Linked DNA regions of Mus musculus: regions 1 and 3 are each linked to region 2. A link is a contact called in public Hi-C data. All regions are on one chromosome and are shown on one strand. The core of a region is the stretch at or near the end of the contact, and the rest is flanking DNA. Distances in the headings are between cores, read along the strand shown.

The links. A called contact is a pair of places that touch in the nucleus more often than the background predicts.
Region 1: a Hi-C map of LSK cells shows a contact between it and region 2, with 1.9 times the contacts expected there. The contact joins the enhancer-like site here to the promoter of 4930555A03Rik in region 2. A contact is called at or near these places in 1 of 15 datasets of contacts at CTCF or cohesin (the NIH/3T3 cell line), 6 of 484 Hi-C or Micro-C datasets (LSK cells, cardiomyocytes, liver and 3 more) and 5 of 115 datasets of contacts at active chromatin or transcription factors (bone marrow-derived macrophages, cardiomyocytes, heart atrium and 2 more).
Region 3: a Hi-C map of cerebellum shows a contact between it and region 2, with 1.8 times the contacts expected there. The contact joins the enhancer-like site here to the promoter of 4930555A03Rik in region 2. A contact is called at or near these places in 3 of 484 Hi-C or Micro-C datasets (cerebellum, cerebral cortex and long-term hematopoietic stem cells) and 2 of 115 datasets of contacts at active chromatin or transcription factors (heart atrium and neural progenitor cells).

Annotation. Positions count from the first base shown.
Region 1 is chr3:151,416,661-151,419,684 of GRCm38.p6, reverse strand. No RefSeq gene overlaps it. Among named protein-coding and RNA genes, the nearest start is that of Adgrl4, 20 kb to the left of the region's middle. Within about 2 kb of position 1,449, at least 26 of the 459 cell types and tissues checked have an H3K27ac peak or open chromatin away from gene starts, as enhancers often do. A contact at or near this core is called in LSK cells and bone marrow-derived macrophages, where this site is marked.
Region 2 is chr3:151,292,578-151,295,710 of GRCm38.p6, reverse strand. It overlaps 4930555A03Rik (RIKEN cDNA 4930555A03 gene), which reads right to left and starts at 1,549. Exons shown (of 3, transcript NR_166406.1): 1 at 1,422-1,549; 2 at 572-838.
Region 3 is chr3:151,364,858-151,367,905 of GRCm38.p6, reverse strand. No RefSeq gene overlaps it. Among named protein-coding and RNA genes, the nearest start is that of Adgrl4, 72 kb to the left of the region's middle. Within about 2 kb of position 1,370, at least 22 of the 459 cell types and tissues checked have an H3K27ac peak or open chromatin away from gene starts, as enhancers often do. A contact at or near this core is called in cerebellum, where this site is marked.

The DNA.
Region 1 (3,024 bases), core at 200-2,699, 120 kb before region 2:
TCCCTCTCTCTCTCTGTATATGAAAGAGAGAGAGAGAGGCACAGAGAGACATACACAAAGAGACACAGACACACAGAAAGACAGACATACAGAGAGACGTACAGAAACTAAGACACACACACACACACTCACACACACAGCTTGTTAATTACAAAGCTAATTCCCCTTGCCTTGAAATATAGAATGTGAGTTATGAAGATATGAAGTTTGAACCATACTAGGAGATATGAAATTTGAACCATACTCAAGTTTAAGCGACTTTCCCAGAGTTTCTCGCATTTTCTCTCTTGAGTGGGAGAAACGGCAGCTCTGGCCACCTGGCACCCATATACCCAAACACTAAAATGGTGTCTGTTTGAGTGTGGCACTTCTCCCCTAACACTATCCAGTGTCCTGTGAGTAATCCATTCTTAACTGGAAGGGTTGGAACTTGGGTGGAGGTGGCTCTACCCTTCAGACCTCCTGTGTCTTGCTTCCTTGACTTCCACAGACTTTTATCTCTTGACATATTGAGGAGTTCTCAGAGGCGGAGGCAAGTTGTCTATCCTTCTCTTACAGGTACTGAACATTATGACTACACTGTATTCAAACTGCATGTTAATCGTCATACAGAAAACAGTGAGCTCCTGATGTTCAAGGTTCTTGTCCTTGTAGCTGAGGGCGGGGGAAGGGGGGAGAGGGGGTCTTCCAGGAGGAAGTCAGTGAATAAGAGTAGAGGGCAGCTCTGGATGGCTCCCTGGACTCACAAAGGCTCCCCTTAGGCTCTAAGGTTCACACTTCTCCACCTTCTAGCAACCTTCTTAGAAAGATTTGGACTTAAAAAAACACTTCAAATTGTTAGTAATGATTAATAAAAAATAAATAAGTAACATAATCAAACATAAATTATCTGTGTTTTAAATGTTTGTTTCTGGAAATTTGACATACTTGTTCCTAGAATGTGGATAAAAATGGTTGAAATTTTAGCAGTTGTTTAGGCAGTTGAATCAATACTTGCTACGAATTAGTCCAGTAATAAAAAAAAAAAAACATGTGAGCATATCAGTTGCAGTGCACAGGGCAGTCACTGCTGACTGGATCACGGCTCACCTCCCTGCCTCTAGCTCAGCCTGAAGCATTCTGAGCTCTGGATATTTCTTCATTCATTCAGTGTTAAGTGATGATATTCAGTTTCAAAATATTAAAGTCAGAAGTAAAAACGTCCCGCGGATGCATGCAGGTTGAAGGGCTTGTGCTTACATCTCTCAGGCAGCCATGCTTCACTCCTGCTAACTCACTTTGCAGTATGAGCTGCGGTTCTAATGCGTCTTCCTAAATCACTATCTTGTTCATGATAAATTGCCGTGATAAAAGCGCTTCATCTGGGGGAAGAAGTGACTATTCATTGTGCTAATGTGCCTAACATCTGTCATTTTCTCTCCCTAAATACTTTGTCACAGCAAGGGATATAAGCCTCACGGAGCAGGTCGGTAAAATACATTTTCATTTCAAGACTCGCTATATATGATGTAATTTGGAGGCTGAGATGATTAAGTCAGGTTTCTTCCCCCTTCCTTAACCAGAGAGTTAAGCTGACTAAGTATAGAAATGTCAAGGTCCATATTCCCTGATAAAATAACTGCTATTTCCAGGATTTATTCTAACTCAGATTTCAAGGATGGAGACTGATTCTTTTGTGCTCTTTCACACACACAGTTAAGTCATTCTTTGAGGTTGATAAGGACCACCTATTTTCTATTGACTCGGGGAAAGGGTATTTTTAGTAGATTAACAACACTGTCAGAGGAAACCTGGGTGGTGCCCTGTCAATTCAATTAACTGAAGACAGAGAGTTATTACAGAAAAGGAGGAAGCAGATATCAACTGTTGAAAAGACTTCTGCTTCACTCAGCATGGTGCACACACATGATATGCAACCAAACATATTTTAATAACTCGATGTTGGGAAATGAATGCCACAAATATTTTTGCTAAAAGAAAAGCTGTCATTATATTAAAAATATTTGGAAGGAAAATTACAAAAGAAATCATCCTTGTTAAAAGAGACACTCTCTCTCTCTCTCTCTCTCTCTCTCCCTCTCTCTCTCTCTCTCTCTCTCTCTTCCCTGTCAAATTAGGTATCCAAAAAGGCAGGAGTAATGCCACCATGATAGATCATATAAGGAAGGAGATAAAGTTCAGAATATAGTTTTTGTAAAATTAGTGTCCATGTGAATTGAGGGCTTTTACAGGACATTCTCACTTATCCATACACGCACTTTATCATCCTCAGTCACTCCTGTCCCTTCCCCCTCCCACGGAAAGTCCTTTCCAAGTTGGCCCCATGTTATTCTCATGACATTCATTGATGAATTTAAGCACCACTTACTTGTACTGGCTAATTTAATGTCAACTTGACACAAGCTAGGGTCATCAGAGTGGAAGGAACCTCAATATTAGAAAATATATTCAAAAGATCAGGCTATAGGTAAACTTGTAGGGCATTTTCTTAATTATTGATTGATGAAGAGGGCCTAGCCCATTGTGGGTAGGGCCATCCCTGGGCTGGTGGTCTTGGCTTCTTTAAGAAAGCAGGCTGAGCATGCCATGGAAAGCAAGCCAGTAAGCAGCACCCCTCCTTGGCCTCTGCATCAGCTGCTGCCTCCAGGTTCCTGCCCTGTTTTTGTTTCCAGTCTGACTTCCTTCAGTGATGAAGAGAGATATGGAAATGTAAGCCAAAGAAGTAAACCTTTTCCTTCAAAATTTGCTTCTGGTCATGGCATTTCATCATACCAATAGTAACACTGACTAAGACATTACATATGACAGAAACAGTTATGGTTTGTCATTTTGTGCCTGGTTGATGTGGGTTGGCACACTGGTCTGTAGTTCCAACCATTTCCCCAACATTGCCACATGTCTGTTCTTTACGGTCAAATAAAGCCCCACTGAGTGTGCAGTAGATCTTTTCTGCTCACCCACCTGTTAATGGGTGTTTACTCTTGTTCCAAACCTTAGCTATTGTAAATAGCACTGCTGGGTGTG
Region 2 (3,133 bases), core at 300-2,799:
TCTCTTTGCTACTTGGGGCCTAGTATTTTTAAGGCTATTAGCTATCCCAGTCATTTAGATTTTCCCTGTCCAGCCACCTGTGGGGAAATATGTGAGAACAGAGTGAAGCTGATGGACTCATGTGGAGAATGGATTTCTTAATATTACTAAAGTTTCAAACATTGTAATAGAATAAGACCATGGAAACATTCTGGGAACCTAGAAAGAGTTGGAGGAAACAGTAGTTTATGTTTTAGGACTATTAAAAGAAATATCATTTATAGACTTTTAGCAAAAGATTGACATCTGTGAGAGAAAATATGTCCGGATTCAGGCAGAGAGACAAACAGCAGGAAAAGATCTCACTTGTTATTTCCACAAAGCAGCTTTTTAAAAGGGAAACGATTTCCTTAGATTTTAAGAGGTGTCTTGGGCCACCATCGGATGAAGCATTTCGTTATCTTCCCGAGGGGCATTTTATCATCTGAACCTTCAGCCTCAGACCCCATTTCCTGCTTCTCTCAAGTTGGGCTAGAAGGTCACTGTGCTCAGCTGTCCCTCTGTGGTTTAAAGGGCAAGTGGCCATTAATACCTCTTCACGTTCAAAGCATTACTAGTCCTGTTCCAGGTGGGAAACGCCACTGAACCTTTCAGTCCGTTTTACAAATGTGGAGAGTTCTCAGGGGTTACTTTGGTCCGACAGTAACTGCAATGGCAACTTTTAACTTTGGCAGTTGAAATCGGTTGGAATTGACTGGAGGCCTGCAGACACCCTACTCCATGCCTATAAAGACGACTTCTCTAGGACAACGTGGGACAATTCTGAGGAATTACTCTGCTTGGTAGTCTGAAGGCTGCTCTGGAGGATGAGAAATAGGAAATTAGCTCACATGGTTAAACACACACACCAAGGGAGAAATCTGTTCATTTGCCGTCCCCTTTAGAATTCACCTGCCTTTAAAGGGCAACCTCAGAGCTTCACCAGTTTGTGTTAGAAGAGGGTAGGAGAAAACTGGCTAAAGTCAACTTTACGTCTGCAATTCGGCCTCCCCAGTGTGATACTGCCTTGTACGTTTTTCAAAACCTTATTTTTAAATATTCAAACCACCCTGAGAGTATTAATTAAAGAATATCTGGATTTGCTCTGGCATACTTTAAAAGGAATAGTAAGACAGACAGTTATCTTCTAAAAGAGCAGAGTAACAATGGTGACAGCTGGCCTTCTGTGATCTCTGGTGAGTCAGAGGCCCTCAGACTACGGTCCCCCCCACCCCCTTTGCGGCCTGTTCTCTTTCTGTTTGTGAGGGAGCAGCTTGCTCTCACACCAGGATCTTGCTTCCTGGCATTGAAAAAGCAATCTGAAAATTTGTGCTTGACTCATAAAGGCTGAGCCTTAAATACAATCAGTCTCTTTTGAAGTATTAAATATTGTCTCGCTTTACCTTCTTCGGAGCGACGGCTTCTGAGCCAGATACAGGGCACGCTGTGAGTGTGTGCGTTCAGGTCAGAGGGGCTTTGGAACAAAAGCCTTCTGCCCTGAGCTCACCCCATGCGCCCTCCTCCTGGAACTGACGCACTGCATGGTGGGACAGAGCTGCTTCCTCTCGACTCTTACCCAGCTGCTCAGAGTAAGGCAAACTCCTTAGGAAAGTGGAAGTTGATTCTGACATTTCACCCAGATGTTGATTAATGCTAAAACACTACAAATAACAATGTTTAATCACAGCTTTCAAGTAGCAATATAAATATAACAAGGCCTGACCTTTGGAGAAAGGAGAAAGAAATACTTTGACCTTTGCAGTGTGTAATTCTTACCTTTTATGAAAGAGTCAAACCTTTAATATGTGTTGTGAGTGGTAGGTACCAGTCCACAGTAACTGTCTTTGAGGTTATCTGCATAGAAATACCAAAGGACCAGGGAGATAGCTTACCAGGTGACATGACTGCTGTACAAACCTGGTGACCAGATACCCCATAAAGATGGAAAGAGAGGAAGACTCCACTGGCTTCTAAATAAGGCATGGTTCGTGTGCCTGCAGGCATTGTATAACCAGATACACGGGAACATAGACATGCAAATAATAAACATTAATAAAACTGCCACGGAATCATCCTTGTAGCAACAAATCTAAACACAGCAACGTGTTGAGTAGCATGGATTAAACAATCTGGTATCTACTAAGAACCACATCAAATGCCCTGATAAGAGTTGTTTTGATTCAGAAAACACCAAACATAATTTATCTGGTATAGAACTAATTAAATAATTCAGTGTGAATTTTACTTCTAAGGCAGACGGCTGCGATTCAGCTTCAGAATATACTGTTCTGACAATAGTTTTCAAAATCTTAAACAAATAAACATTAGAAAGAAAGCGATGTGTCATGGCTTCTCACCTTTCTTCTGTCGGTTCTTGGTCTCTAACCACCCAGGCCTGCTGATGCAGTAATCTCTATCAAGAACCTAATTCATGAAAAATTCTAAAAAAAAGGAAGCAGATGTTTTTTCCTCTTTGAGTACTCAGCAATAAACTCTATAAGAAATGCATATGAAAATAATTAATTTTTCATCTATAAAATGGCAATAAATATGGTATAGTTATTTGATGTTCCTCTTTATAATATACTTTAAAAAGTGATCTGAAGTCTTTATTAATCAGCCTTAATATAATTCATGAATATAGACATTATAATACATTTTACTTCAAAATGTAAGTCAAAGTTTGAGGAACATAAAATATGATACACATACATATTATACATAAACATTTCTTAACATGAATCTTTCAAAAGCAGCCTCTGAAGTAGCATCATATAGCTCATCTCTGCAACGTTGGCTTCCTTGTGTTCAGTTATAGATGATGACAATCCAACACTGTTAAACCTACTTTATTCAATTACTTAAAGTTAGATAAGAGATTGGTATATACATCACTTGGCAAATGTCAGTCAGTCACATACCAAGCAGAAGGTGGCTCTGGAGAAACTGTCAACACCATGGTAGGGGCTGAGGATATACGGTAGTCATAGAATGTATAAAAAATATGTTTAGAGAAGTTAAACTTTAAGTTCTGTACTCAGTACACACACAAACATACACACAAGTGCACATTCGAGTGCATGTGCACACACACACCCACCCACCCACACACACA
Region 3 (3,048 bases), core at 121-2,620, 72 kb before region 2:
ACAGGGGATCTGACTTCCTTTTCCAGCCTCTGTGAGCACTGCACACACTTGGTGTGCACACATATATACTGGGTAAATATGAAAACAATATTTTGAAATATAAAATGCATAGTTTTCATGTGTGGCATGTGTGTGTGTGTGTGTGTGTGTGTGCATGTCTGATACTCATTTCATCGTTAGAATTCATTTCACTCATACTTGCATTGTGGATACAAAAAAAAAGATATTTTCCAGATTTTCCAGATGTGTTTCTCCTAGGACCTGTCCCCATCCAATTCTGCTTTGTGGGTTTGGTTGACTCCACTTGGAAGACATAACTACTAAGGATCTGTGGAGATCAACTCGTGCAATATGAGTTGGAATTAGTTGCCTCTAGATAATGCATCTGACTATTAATGGATAGAGAGATGTCTGCTCACGAACTAGCATTAACAAAGCACAGGACAAGGTTATTTATTTAAAAAGCAGTATTATGAGCATGAAGTTCTTCATTTACCATAAATACACAGTGTGATTATATAAATGTTATCTATCATCTATCTAATCTATCTATCAATCATCTATCCATGTGTATGTGCATATCCTCTCTCATAAATATAGGAATTTAATTGAAGAATATACTTTCCAAAACCTGCAGAGAAACAGATTTTTTTAATCCTGATTTTCTATTTTATTTCTTCTCCTTTCTCCCATTCTCAGTCTGCTCTCACCCATTGCTGTGACTCATATTCCTATGTGTGCATTGCTCCCAACCATATTCCTATGTGTGCATCTCCCCCTACCACAAGCCCCGCCCCCCACCATCAGCCATTCTTAGTCTATCATCATCTGTTGGCAATCACACAAAAACCTTGGCTCTTGATTATTTCACAGTGGACCCTTCTTACATAAACTTCCCACAGCCTGGTCCTTCCCTTGATGGCAGTGTGAAGCACTCCATGTCCATTGCCGCTCGGCAAGAGTGTGTAGAATAGCCCAGTCACCTTGCATAAAAAGCACTTAGCTGTACTCCTCATTGGTGTTCTTGGCAGAAGGCAAGGGGTCATTGGAGAGGATCCTAAGTAGTAAATTTGGCTACATGGCATACCCCTCTCTGAGCACTGCAATGAGGACTGAGCAAACTGTCTCTTCTCAAAGTGCAGAAACGTTTTAACTTGTTTTGAGACCATTATTCCAATAATTAATTAATTAATTAATGCATGTTGGCTCAGGTGTGTGGACCCCCTCCACATTTTTTGGCAGCGTCCTGTGCTCTCTTTCTCGGCATGCATACTTAGCTGGACCCTGGCAGACCTCTTTTGGAATAACCCTGCTGTAGGAAGAGGTTCAATTAACATAATTCAGCCTGGCAGTACTGCAAGGCATCTGGAAGCCGAAATCCCCTCAAAGGCCAGACTGTTCGGCATCCTCAGTCTCACTTCTGGCTCCTGCAGGGCAGGGAAGAAGCCCTTCTGTCCTAAGCTGTGGGGGGCCTGTCTCATGCTTGCTTTCTGTGTGTGAGATCCATACTTCTGGCAATCTGGCCTCTCCCTAGGTTCTTTGCTCCAGTCCAGTAATGGATTTTTTTCCTCTGGTGCTCTCTCAGCAGAATGAGCCAACCCCTCAATTACCTCGAAGTTGGAAACAGACATCCCTGTTTGTGTCTATTTTCTGCTTCTTTGTCTTTCTCAAGTGGAAAAACTGCAGTAACAACAAAAGCCTGTTGTTCCCATTGGAGGGCACCAGGAAGCCCACCATCCTCCCCGACTGAACTTGCCTATGTCCTCAGCAAGAGACCCGATACATTCTCCATAATTTATGTTTACATGGAAATATTGTCCCTTCCTTTCCTTCGAACAAACGATGCGATCTCCTAGAAATGAAAGACAGCAATTATCAGCAGAGAGCGACAGCGTTCTTCCATGCATTTAAGCTTCCAGGAAGTACAGAAAAGCTAGGCCAGATAATACACCTGCGGAGAGATCTGTGTCGTGTCCTCTAGAATTTAAATTGCATTTAGAAATAAGTAAGGAAAATGAAGAACGTGCTGTGGGAATGCTACTGAAAACATCCAGTGTCGATGGGAACGTATAGGAAACCAGTTGATATTATGAAACAGGGATGGGAGATGCTTCGGAGGGTAAGAGTGCTTGCTGTATAAGCGGGGGGGGGGGGGGGGGGTGCGGGGGGGGGGAGGCCAGGGGTGCAGGGGGCTGAGTTCAAATCCATAACACCCACTTGAAGTGGAGTGATGCTTCATGCCTGTAACCTCAACAAGAATATCCCTGAAACTTGGTCTAGCTTGAGAGAGAGATGCTGACTCCAGGAAATAAAATGACAGTAACAGAGTAGTACGCTTGAGGGCTACTCTGTTATAGGAGCAGTAGGGCTCTGCTGCCTTCAGTGCCTGCGTGCCTGTATGTGTGTGCTGTGCGTGCGCACGCATGCCTATACAACCCTTGAATTTATTTGTTCATAGTAAATACCATCGTTGCTATTTCACTCTAGTCTGATTAAATTAGCTGATAATTCCTTAAGGCTTTTATTTTCCTGGGACTGGAGAGATTGCATAGTGTGTAAGAATATGTCTTGTTGGAAGTATGAAGAATAGAGTTCGCATCCCTAGAACCTAGGCCAAAAGCTTGCGACCAGAGCCGGGTGTGGTGGCACACGCCTTTAATCCCAGCACTCGGGAGGCAGAGGCAAGCGGATTTCTGAGTTCGAGGCCGGCATGGTCTACAAAGTGAGTTCCAGGACAGTCAGGGCTATACAGAGAAACCCTGTCTCGAAAAACCAAAAAAAAAAAAAAAAAAAAGCTTGCTACCAGTCTAGCAGTTTGATGTGCACATGCAGCAAGCATGTACCAAGCACACCCAGTAAACAAAATTTAAAATCATTCTTTTCTTTTTAATTTAAAATCTAGAAATACGTTTATAATTTAGTTTGTGTATTGTTAATCTTCCTCTTATAGCTTATAAAGATTGGCAAATTAAACATTGTTAGAATCAGCATCATGCATTTGATTTCACTAAAGAATATGATTATAGTTTAAATTATTGAAAAATCTCT